Regions from separate parts of the Pan troglodytes genome. Here region 1 is linked to region 2. A link is a contact called in public Hi-C data. All regions are on one chromosome and are shown on one strand. The core of a region is the stretch at or near the end of the contact, and the rest is flanking DNA. Distances in the headings are between cores, read along the strand shown. Region 1 holds the start of PRELID3A (PRELI domain containing 3A). Region 2 overlaps SPIRE1 (spire type actin nucleation factor 1).

What was found. A called contact is a pair of places that touch in the nucleus more often than the background predicts.
Region 1: a contact with region 2 is called in a Hi-C map of stem cell-derived neural progenitor cells, with 2.0 times the contacts expected there. The contact joins the promoter of PRELID3A here to the enhancer-like site in region 2. A contact is called at or near these places in 1 of 7 Hi-C or Micro-C datasets (stem cell-derived neural progenitor cells) and 1 of 1 datasets of contacts at active chromatin or transcription factors (stem cell-derived excitatory neurons).

What each region holds. Positions count from the first base shown.
Region 1 is chr17:18,494,838-18,499,803 of NHGRI_mPanTro3-v2.0_pri, forward strand. It overlaps PRELID3A (PRELI domain containing 3A), which reads right to left and starts at 1,397. Exons shown (of 7, transcript XM_063795926.1): 1 at 1,286-1,397. The coding sequence starts at 1,317.
Region 2 is chr17:18,445,921-18,450,712 of NHGRI_mPanTro3-v2.0_pri, forward strand. SPIRE1 (spire type actin nucleation factor 1) reads left to right here. Exons shown (of 16, transcript XM_054671737.2): 12 at 3,574-3,711. Among named protein-coding and RNA genes, the nearest start is that of PRELID3A, 48 kb to the right of the region's middle. Within about 2 kb of position 2,396, at least 12 of the 24 cell types and tissues checked have an H3K27ac peak or open chromatin away from gene starts, as enhancers often do. A contact at or near this core is called in stem cell-derived neural progenitor cells, where this site is marked.

The sequences.
Region 1 (4,966 bases), core at 147-2,646, 48 kb after region 2:
TGAGGCACGAGAATCACTTGAACCCAGGAGGGGGAGGTTACAGTGAGCCAAGATTGCGCCATTGCACTCCAACCTGGGTGACCCAGCGAGCCTATGTCTCAAAAAAAAAAACAAAAAACAAAAAACAAAAAAAACCCAGCCTGGGTGACAGAATGAGACTCTGTCTCGAAAAAAATAAATAAAAAGAGTCAAAGGATGACAATTTCCTTCCACGCAGTACTTTTTTTCCCCCAAAAATAAAACATTTAATGCTTAAGTGAGGTCAGATAATTAAAAAATCTTTGTTGCTGTAAATAAACATTAAAGAATAATTTCAGTGTGTCATAGATCACTGACTTAAGGAAAAGATACCACTTAGGTTAGGAGGGCACTTTTTTCTTCTTTTTATTTGCACAATTTTATGGAGTATATGTGCAATTTCGTTACATGCATAAATTTCGTAGTGGTCAAGTCAGGACTTCTAGGGTATGCATTACCCGGGAAGGTGTCTTGCATCCATTAACCAATTCTCATTATCCTCCCTGCACCCACCCCCTCACCCTTCAGAGTCTCCATCATCTGACGTTCCACTCTCTACATCCATGTGAACACATTTTAAGCACCCACTTAGGAGTGGGAACATGCGATACTTGTCTTTCTGGGCCTGGCTTCACTTAAGATAATGACCTCCACTTCCATCCGTGTGCCGGGGGAGCATTTTTAAACAGTTCGAGGTTTTCCACGCTAGCTTGGGGGCCTTCCATGCCTACAAGTGAGTTCAGGGCCAGGGCCCCCGAAATGCCTTCTGCCCCTTTAGCTTCCTCCAGAGCTCACAGCCTGCCGTGGGCCCTCCGTGAAACGCGCGGAAGGTTTATGACAATCTCAGCAAAGGCGCCAGCTTGCAGGCCTCTCCCCTGCCCGGCTCCCGACCCCAAGGAGAGCAGCGAGCGCCAGGCCCCCGGCCGCCCCCCCGGCTCCGGCCGCCCCCGCCCCGGCCGCCCCCACTCCGGCTGCCCCCGCCCTGGCTGTCGACCACCAGCGGGGCCTCTGTGCCTGCAGCCAGGCCCCTGCGCACGCCGGGGGAGAGGCCGTACCCGGCGCAGAGCCTCGCCCAGACCGCGGTCCCGGGGAAGCGCGCGTGCCCTCTCCGGGACGCCGAAGTTGCGGTCTGGGAACGGCCGGCGCGGGGCGGGGATCTCCGCGAGGCCCGCTGTGAGGTCCGGCCTTTCCTGGACCGCTCCAGCCGGGCTCGGGAGCAGGAGCCGGCGTCTGGACGGCCCCACCGCGGCCCTCAGCCCGGCCTCACCCAAACACGTGCTCCGAGCTCCAGATCTTCATTGCCGCCGGCGCAGGGCACGGGCTCTGCGATCCGGGCCGGGTGCTTCGGGGCCGCGCGGCTCCGGGCGCGGCGTGGGCGGGGCCTCGATGGGCGGGGCGCCCTTGGATGCCGCCCACCCCGTCTGGTGGCTAGGCTGGCTGCAGCGGCTAAAAATAGCTCTGCGGGCGCGGCTGTGGCGCAGCCCCAGACCTGCGCTGCTACCCTGGGGTGCGCGATGCGCGCTTGCTGCAGATGCCGCGGGCGTAGGAGGCGACGCTCGTCCTTACTCCCACTGTCCAAATTCTCCCAAGGCCCTGTCCAGCTACGCCGGTTTATACTGTCGGGGACGTGTGATGAAAAACAAACCTGCCAACCCTCAAAACTCCACTGCAGTTTGGGTCTTGAACAAACATTAAACCAGCATGTGAGGCCGGGCGCGGCTCCCGCCTGTAATCCCAGCACTTTGGGAGGCCGAGGCGGGCGGATCACGAGGTCAGGAGATCAAGACCATCCTGGCTAACACGGTGAAACCCCGTCTCTACTAAAAATACAAAAAATTAGCCGGGCCTGGTGGCGGGCGCCTGTAGTACCAGCTGCTCGGGAGGCTGAGGCAGGAGAATGGCGTGAACCCCGGAGGCGGAGCTTGCAGTGAGCCGAGATCGCGCCACTGCACTCCAGCCTGGGCAACAGAGCGAGACTCCGTCTCAAAAAAAACAAAACAAAATAAAACAAAACCAGCATGTGATGTGCATCACAAGCAATCCGCCAAATAGGCTGCAAAGACAGAAATCTCAGCCTGTATCAAACAGCCGGGAGGATGCAACCTACCCCACGCATGCTCCCGAGGTAAACGAGACAGCCCTTCGGGGAGGGGACTCCACTACACCATTTGTCGCAGAGTTCATCCTAAATTCGCCTGATGATGGAGTGGCCATTGGTAAATGCAGTGGCCGTTTGCGTTTGCTAATTGCCTTTATCCAAAGGAAAAATGAATTTTCATACCTTTATGACAGGAGGTAGGTTTACAATTTGAAGCCAGGTGCTCTCTGGTAGCTGGGCTCCTACCCTCCCACAAAACTGGGAGACGGGGATGACATTTCAAAGAGATGACTCCCAAGTCCTTGAGAAAATACATTCTTGAGTTATAAAACTGGGGGGAAATCTTATTTAGCTTTAAAAAAATGTACGTGTATCTCAAAAAGAATTTGTAATTACAACTTGGCAAATCCTCTAAGGAAAAAGAGTCTCCCTTTCGCATAAACTACTTTTTAGCTTTGCAAAGTACCCTGCACTGCCACAAACGAAGTTGAAGTGCACGGAAGTGAGATGCTTGTTCTAAGAAGAGGGTACTCTTCTCCAGGATGAGATAGGGCGAGAGGGCAGGGCCCTTGTCTGAGTCGGCTGAGTCTCAGCCTAGAGCAGCGCCTGGCGCCCCTGGGGCGTCCGTGGGCGTGGGGAGCGCATTTGTGCAGTGAGGCAGGGAAGTGGAAGAGCACACAGCATGACCCGAAAGACCTGGGCTACAGTCCTGGCTCCACCGTCCACTCACATTGACCTCTACCTCCTACAGCGTTAAGCTCAGGATGATCTTCCAAAGTTGGTGCTATTCTTCCCGTTTTACAAATGAGTAAACTGAAGTTCAAGCAGGTTTCAAAGCTCTCTACCCCATGATCACACGCTGAGGTGAGAACCCAGGTTACAAGATTCCCCCTCCCCACTGTGCTGCAGTGATTCTAGATTATCACTGGGCCAGCTGTTGAACACTTCTTGTATGCCAAGCACTATTGAAAAAACATGAGGCAACACGCTTGTTCCAGGTAACATATCTAGGAGTTAGCCTACCCAGAATTCAAAGCCACATCCTGATTTCAAAGTCCAGTCTTGCCATTTGTTATCCTCTAGGAGTAGGAACAGATCTAGCTGTGGAACATTCATTCATCAAGTGCGTCTTGTTACCTGTCAAATGAGGATCATACTGCCCACCCCACTGGTGTGTGGTAAGGATTAGATGCATCCATGTGTGGACATTACGGTTTACTAGTATCTTTAGAACATCCGTTCCTTCTATCACTAGCTAAGGCTAGCCAGATAACTATCCCTTAGCATCTTTTTTTCTTTTTTCTTTTCTCTTTCTTTCTTTCTTTCTTTCTTTCTTTCTTTCTTTCTTTCTTTCTTCTTTCTTTCTTTTTCTTTTTCTTTCTCTCTTTTTCTTTCTTTCCTTCCTTCCTTCTCTCTCTTTCTTTCTCCCTCCCTCCCTCTCTTCCTTTTCTTTCCTTTCTTTCTTTCTTTTTCTTGTTCTTACTCTGTCACCCGAGCTGGAGTGCTCACTACAACCTCTGCCTTCCAGGCTCAAGCAATCTTCCCATATCAGCCTCCCAGGTAGCTGGAACTACAGTCACGCACCACCATCCTGGGTTAATTTTTGTATTTTTAGTAGAGACAAGGTTTCACCACGTTGGCCAGGCTGGTCTCAAATTCCTGGGCTCAAGTGATCCACACTCCTCAGCCTCCCAAAGTGCGGAGATTGCAGGCATGAGCCACCCCGTCCAGCCTCTTAGCCTTTTCTTTTCTAAAATATTCTAGAGAGGAGACACTGCAACCACCCTCATCAACGGATTCCAGGATCTCTGAAAACTTTGTCAGGAATCATTTCCTAGATAGATCCTAACCCCAAACCTGGATGCTTAACACCAGCATGATCACAATTATAATATTGAGCACTGATGGAGCATTTGCCTTGGGCTGTGGAGTGACTCATTTAGTCATGGACAGATACTATTACCATCATCTTCATTTTACTGTCAAGGGGACTGAGGCACAGGAGGATCAAGTAACTTCTCCAAGAACACACAGCTAGGAAGTAACAGCTGCAATCAGAAACCAGGCATTCTGGCTGGAAGACCACAGCTCTTACAATATGCCGAATTTGGTTCTGCCTACTAGATTGCTTAAACTGGGGGAGCTTTCGTGATTAATATTCATCGCTTTGCCTAAAGGCAGAGGCTATCCATTGACTTGCTACAATGTATCACAGAGCCACTATTTTAGCAGATCCCAAATTTAAGGCAGATCTGATTTCTTCTTACCAGTTCTGTCTTTCACTGTTGTTTGTTTGTTTGTTTTTTTGTTTTGAGACAGAGTCTTGCTTTGCCACCCAGGCTGCAGTGCAGTGGTGTGATCTCGGCTCACTGCAACCTCTGCCTCCCAGGTTCAAGCAATTCTTGTGCCTCAGCCTCCCTTGTAGCTGGGACTACAGGCACACGCCACCACGCCTGGCTAATTTTTTGTATATTTAGTAGAGACGGGGTTTCACCATGTTGGCCAAGCTGGTCTCAAACTCCTGACCTCAAGTGATCTACCTCCTTCAGCCTCCCAAAGTGCTGGGATTACAGGTGTGAGCCACCATGCCCAGCCTTTCACTGGTTTTAAATTACATTATTCCTATAATTGTATATTTCATCACAGATTTTAAATGCAATGACTAAGTAAAATAGAGTACATAAGTGATTCCCATTATTTTATTATGAATCTTAGTACCATATTGTCTACTTCAACCTGTAACTTTTGTGGGTTTTTTGTTTTGTTCTGTTTTTTTCCAGACAAGGTCTTGTTCTGTTGCCCAGGCTGGAGTGCAGTGGCATGATCATGGCTCACTGCAGCCTTGACCTC
Region 2 (4,792 bases), core at 1,146-3,645:
TGGCTAACACAGTGAAACCCCGTCTCTACTAAAAATACAAAAAATTAGCTGGGCTCAGTGGCGGGTGCCTGTCGTCCCAGCTACTCAGGAGGCTGAGGCAGGAGAATGGCGTGAACCCTGGAGGTGGAGCTTGCAGTGAGCTGAGATCGCACCACTGCACTCCAGCCTGGGCAAAAGAGCGAGACTCCATCTCAAAAAAAAAAAAAAAGAAAAGAAAAGAAAGGTGACTATTCCCATTTCTCTCTGTGGCACAATAACCAAAATTTTACATTATGCTGTCTAATCTCCGTGCTGCCTAACTGACCCCTTTTGAATGGTAAAATATAGCCAGAATAATCATCCAAAAAAAACTCAACAATTTTAGTGACATGCATGGAAGTAAGTTTAAAGTCTTATAGCACATTGTTGTCTTCATTAAAGCGCTCTAAGATTTAGCTTCCCTTTCCTGAATCTGGGAGTCCCATTGACACATGAGCAAGCAAGGGAACTAGAGGTGCGCTAGTGTGGTTCTTTACCCGGCCACATCTGGCCACTCAAACGGGCCGAACACATGCAGTGGGAGCCCCAGGCAGTGCTGTGGTGGGGAAGGGCTCCCGCTCTAGCTGGGGCCTTGAGTGCCCTCCACATTCCAGAGTGCTAATAGCTCTGCGAGATCTGTGGAAGTTTAATTTGGCTTTGGAGATGTCGAATTAATATTTTTGTAAACTGAAAAAAATAATTAAAACTATTTTAGTAACTATTTATCATTTTCTTTTATGTTGCATTAAAGTTTTGTTGTCCTTGGGAAGTCTCCAAAATTAAAACATTAGCATTTGACTGGATGGAAATTATTTCACTAAAGGGTAATCTGCTTGAAAATTTTTAAAAAAGAACAAGAAAGCAAACAAAAATCTACTATTTTTAAATTATATCTCATGATGGCCAGGCGCGGTTGCTCATGCCTGTGATCCCAGCACTTTGAGAGGCTGAGGCTGGCAGATCACTTGAGGACAGGAGTTCGAGACCAGCCTGGCCAACATGGTGAACCCCCATCTCTACACAAAAATTAGCTAGGTGTGGTGGTGCACACCTGTAATCCCAGCTACTCAGGGGGCTGAGGCACAAGAATCACTTGAACCCGGGAGGCAGAGGTTGCGGGGAGGCAGATGTTGCGGTGAGCCAAGATCATGCCACTGTGCTCCAGCCTGGGTGACAGAGCGAGACCTTGTCTCAAAACGAAAGAAAAACGATTATATCCCATGAAGTACTGGATTTTCATGTGGGTCAAAGCAGTGAGTTGAAAATATGCTTTACTAAGCCCATTTGTGACTCAAGACTGAAGAGAGGGAGGTGCAAGCTGCCAGGTCTGTTGTGCCATGCTAGCGTATCCCTACAAATGAAAAAAATCACCATCTGCCTGAAGGGTTTACAGCCCAGTTATCCACATCATAAAGTCAGTTAAGTTGGTACCATCTGCTGTCTTGCTAGCACACACAATAACAAATCTGGCTATCTGGTTATTTGCTACGTAATAAATCTAGTAGTGTTTACCTGGTTATGTGCTAGATTCCCACATTATTTTGTTGCAGCATAGCCATTTTGTCATATCGTTAGCCATCAGAAGGCATACCCTACTCATACTCATCACTGATGAATAAAAATAATAGCAAAACTTCTGAAATACATTAAAAGCTGAGAAATGCCATCATTCGGATGTATTCAGCCAACACTACTTACTTAGTGCACAGTTTTAATGGCCTAACCCTCAAAAAGGCCGTTTATCGTTCCCACCTAACACTACTCTTTTTCTGAGGATGGAGCAAAACAGAGTAGGTATCAAGCACGCTGATTTAATTCTGTCATCTCTGAAAGTAGTTCCTGTTGAAAGAGAAAACTGTGATCGTTAATTTTTTAAATGCATATTTTAGGCATCTTAGAGCAAATGATATAATCTTTCTGAGTAAACTCATCCCCCTGTCCTCTTATGCTTCTCATGTTAAAAATTCAAATGCAGGATTTTTCCCAAAGCATTTTTAAGCAAATGTAATCTTCCTTAAGTTAGCTTGAACAGAGATGGTTTTGCATTGATTTTTAGTAAGAAGCAGTAGTTCTTCAGACTACTTTTTTAAGTAAAATGCTAATGTTTGACAAGTTTGCAGCCTAGATTGATTTTTGTTTTTCTCTGATTGAAAGACAGAACTGATTGTTAAAACTCCATAAACTGACTGCATTCATAGTCATGTGCTTTCTCACTGGCGTGTTGGATTCCTGAGTGCCTGTGAGCGATGCTGTTGTGTGTGTGTGGGAGTGAATTATAATGTGTTTGTGCTGAGAACATTCAGTTTCAGTGTCACTGCACCACAATGGCCCCTTGCAGCCTGGCAGGGTCCGAATGCACAAGACTGTTCTGTCTTTCTCTGAGATCCACCAATCAAGTGCGGGGCCGGATGGGGAGCGGATGGGTGTGAGGCTCTTATTCAATGAGATCAGTTACATCAACATCTTCCGCAGCTGCTTGTAGGGAAACCATTAACACAAGACAGCCAACATAAATATTTATTATGAAATCTTTTACATTTCTCTAGTCTTTCCAGTGCTGACTATACATTTAGCATTTGTTGAAAGTAACAACAAATCTAGAGAACTGTGGGGCAGCCTGGAGAGACTGCCTTTTGGATATAAATGCTCAAGTAGTTTCGTGTTCCAGTTCCACTCGTACCATTAGGATTTGTAAAGGTGTGCTGATGTAACTGATCACTAAATAATGCTTGTCAGTAAAAATTACTAACCATCTTCTTTTGGCTATTCTGGGTACCACAAATGAGTTTTAAAAACAGGGCCAGGCTAGGCATGGTGGCTCACGCCTGTAATCCCAGCACTTTGGGAGGCCGAAGTGGGCAGATCACTTGAGCCCAGAAGTTCAAGACCAGCCTGGGCAACATGGTGAAACCCCATCTCTGCAAAAAATACAAAAAAATTAGCTGGGCATGGTGGCATGCACCTGTAGTCCCAGCTACTTGGGAGGCTGAGGTGGGAGGATCACTTGAGCCCAGGAAGTCAAGGCTGCAGTGACCCATGATCGCATCACCGCCCTCCAGCCTGGGTGACAGAATGAGACCCTGTTGTGGAAAAAAAAAAAGGACCACTGTAGATTTGCTTTTTATCTATTGGTATATAATGTACAACACAACACTAAGTAATGTCTTTTTCATAAGTGTAGAAGAAAACTGACACAAAATTGGTTTAGAATAAAATTTTTTTCAAGATTTCAAGCCCTGCTTGAAATATTTCAATATAGCCCTGCTTAACGGAATAGAGTTACTTGAGTCAAAATACCTGAGCAAACGTGAGGAACTTTCATTTATTGGAAATTTCAGTAGATCACTTGGTCCCCACATGTTTTCTGCCATCTTTAGTCTTAGTGTAATTGGAAATGATGTGGTCCCCAGAGGGAGCCAGCTCTGCCCCAGTGGTCATTGGGAAACCTGTTTTCTTCTCTGAAGCTACTAATCAGGTGTCTGATCTGAAGGGAAATTTTGCACTTCCAGAACAGGGGGTAGGAATCTCTTATTCACGTGACATTTTGAATTTCAGGAGGAATTCTGCTACCCAGTGGAATGCCTCGCTCTTACTGTGGAAGAAGTGATGCATATTCGCCAGGTCCTGGTGAAGGCAGAGCTGGAAAAATACCAACAGTATAAAGACATCTACACCGCCTTGAAAAAAGGAAAGGTAGTGCTGTTTAAAGTTGATTGATCAGAAGAGTAGAAGGATGGCCAGTCCCATGCATAGTCTCCTGGGAGAGTTATCTGCTAGCCAGGTGGCACAGACTTTGAGGGGATTTGGGATGTGTGATGTTCATATCCTAGTAGACAGTACATGTGCTGTCTCGTTCACAAGAGGGGGCATTTTTGTTTCTGCCTTAGAAATCAAAACTGGAAGGTTTTCAAGCAACCATAACAAATATCGATATGTCTTCCTAAAACCATGCATGTGGCCAGGCATGGTGGCTCATGCTTGTAATCCCAGCACTTCGGGAAGCTGAGGCGGGCAGATCACGAGGTTGGGATATCAAGACCATCCTGGCCAACATGGTGAAACCCTGTCTCTACTAAAAATGCAAAAATTAGCTGGGCGTGGTGGTGTGTGCCTGTAATCCCAGCTACTCGGGAGGCTGAGGTGGGAGAATCACTTGAACCCAGGAGGTGGAGGTTGCAGTGAGCTGAGATTGCGCCACTGCACTCCAGCCTGGTGACATAGTGAGACTCCGTCTCAAAAAAAATAAAAAAGCCATGTGTGCATTTAGTCATTACACTTTTAAAGGATCTGTAAAGAAAATGTATCTGAGAAGGCCGGGTGCCGTGGCTCACGCCTGTAATCCCAGCACTTTGGGCGGCCTAGGCAGGCGGATCACAAGGTCAGGAGATCGAGACCATCCTGGCTAACACAGTGAAACCCCATCTCTACTAAAGATACCAAAAAATTAGCCAGGCCTGGTAGCAGGTGCCTGTAGTCCCAGCTACTCAGGAGGCTGAGGCAGGAGAATGGCGTGAACCCAGGAGGCAGAGCTTGCAGTGAGCCAAGATCGTGCCATTGCACTCCACCCTAGGCGAAACAGTGAGACTCCATCTCATAAAAAAAAAAAAAATGTATCTGAGAAACAGAGGAGGGTTTTTCAGAACCTTCTGCAGATTCCTTCCATGATGAGGAGACACTTAAGAGCTGTGGCCTTTTATTACCTTTTAAAATAGAATTACAATTAAATACAGAGCTACATTATCAGCATCACAGAGCCAGCTGTTATAAACAGGAT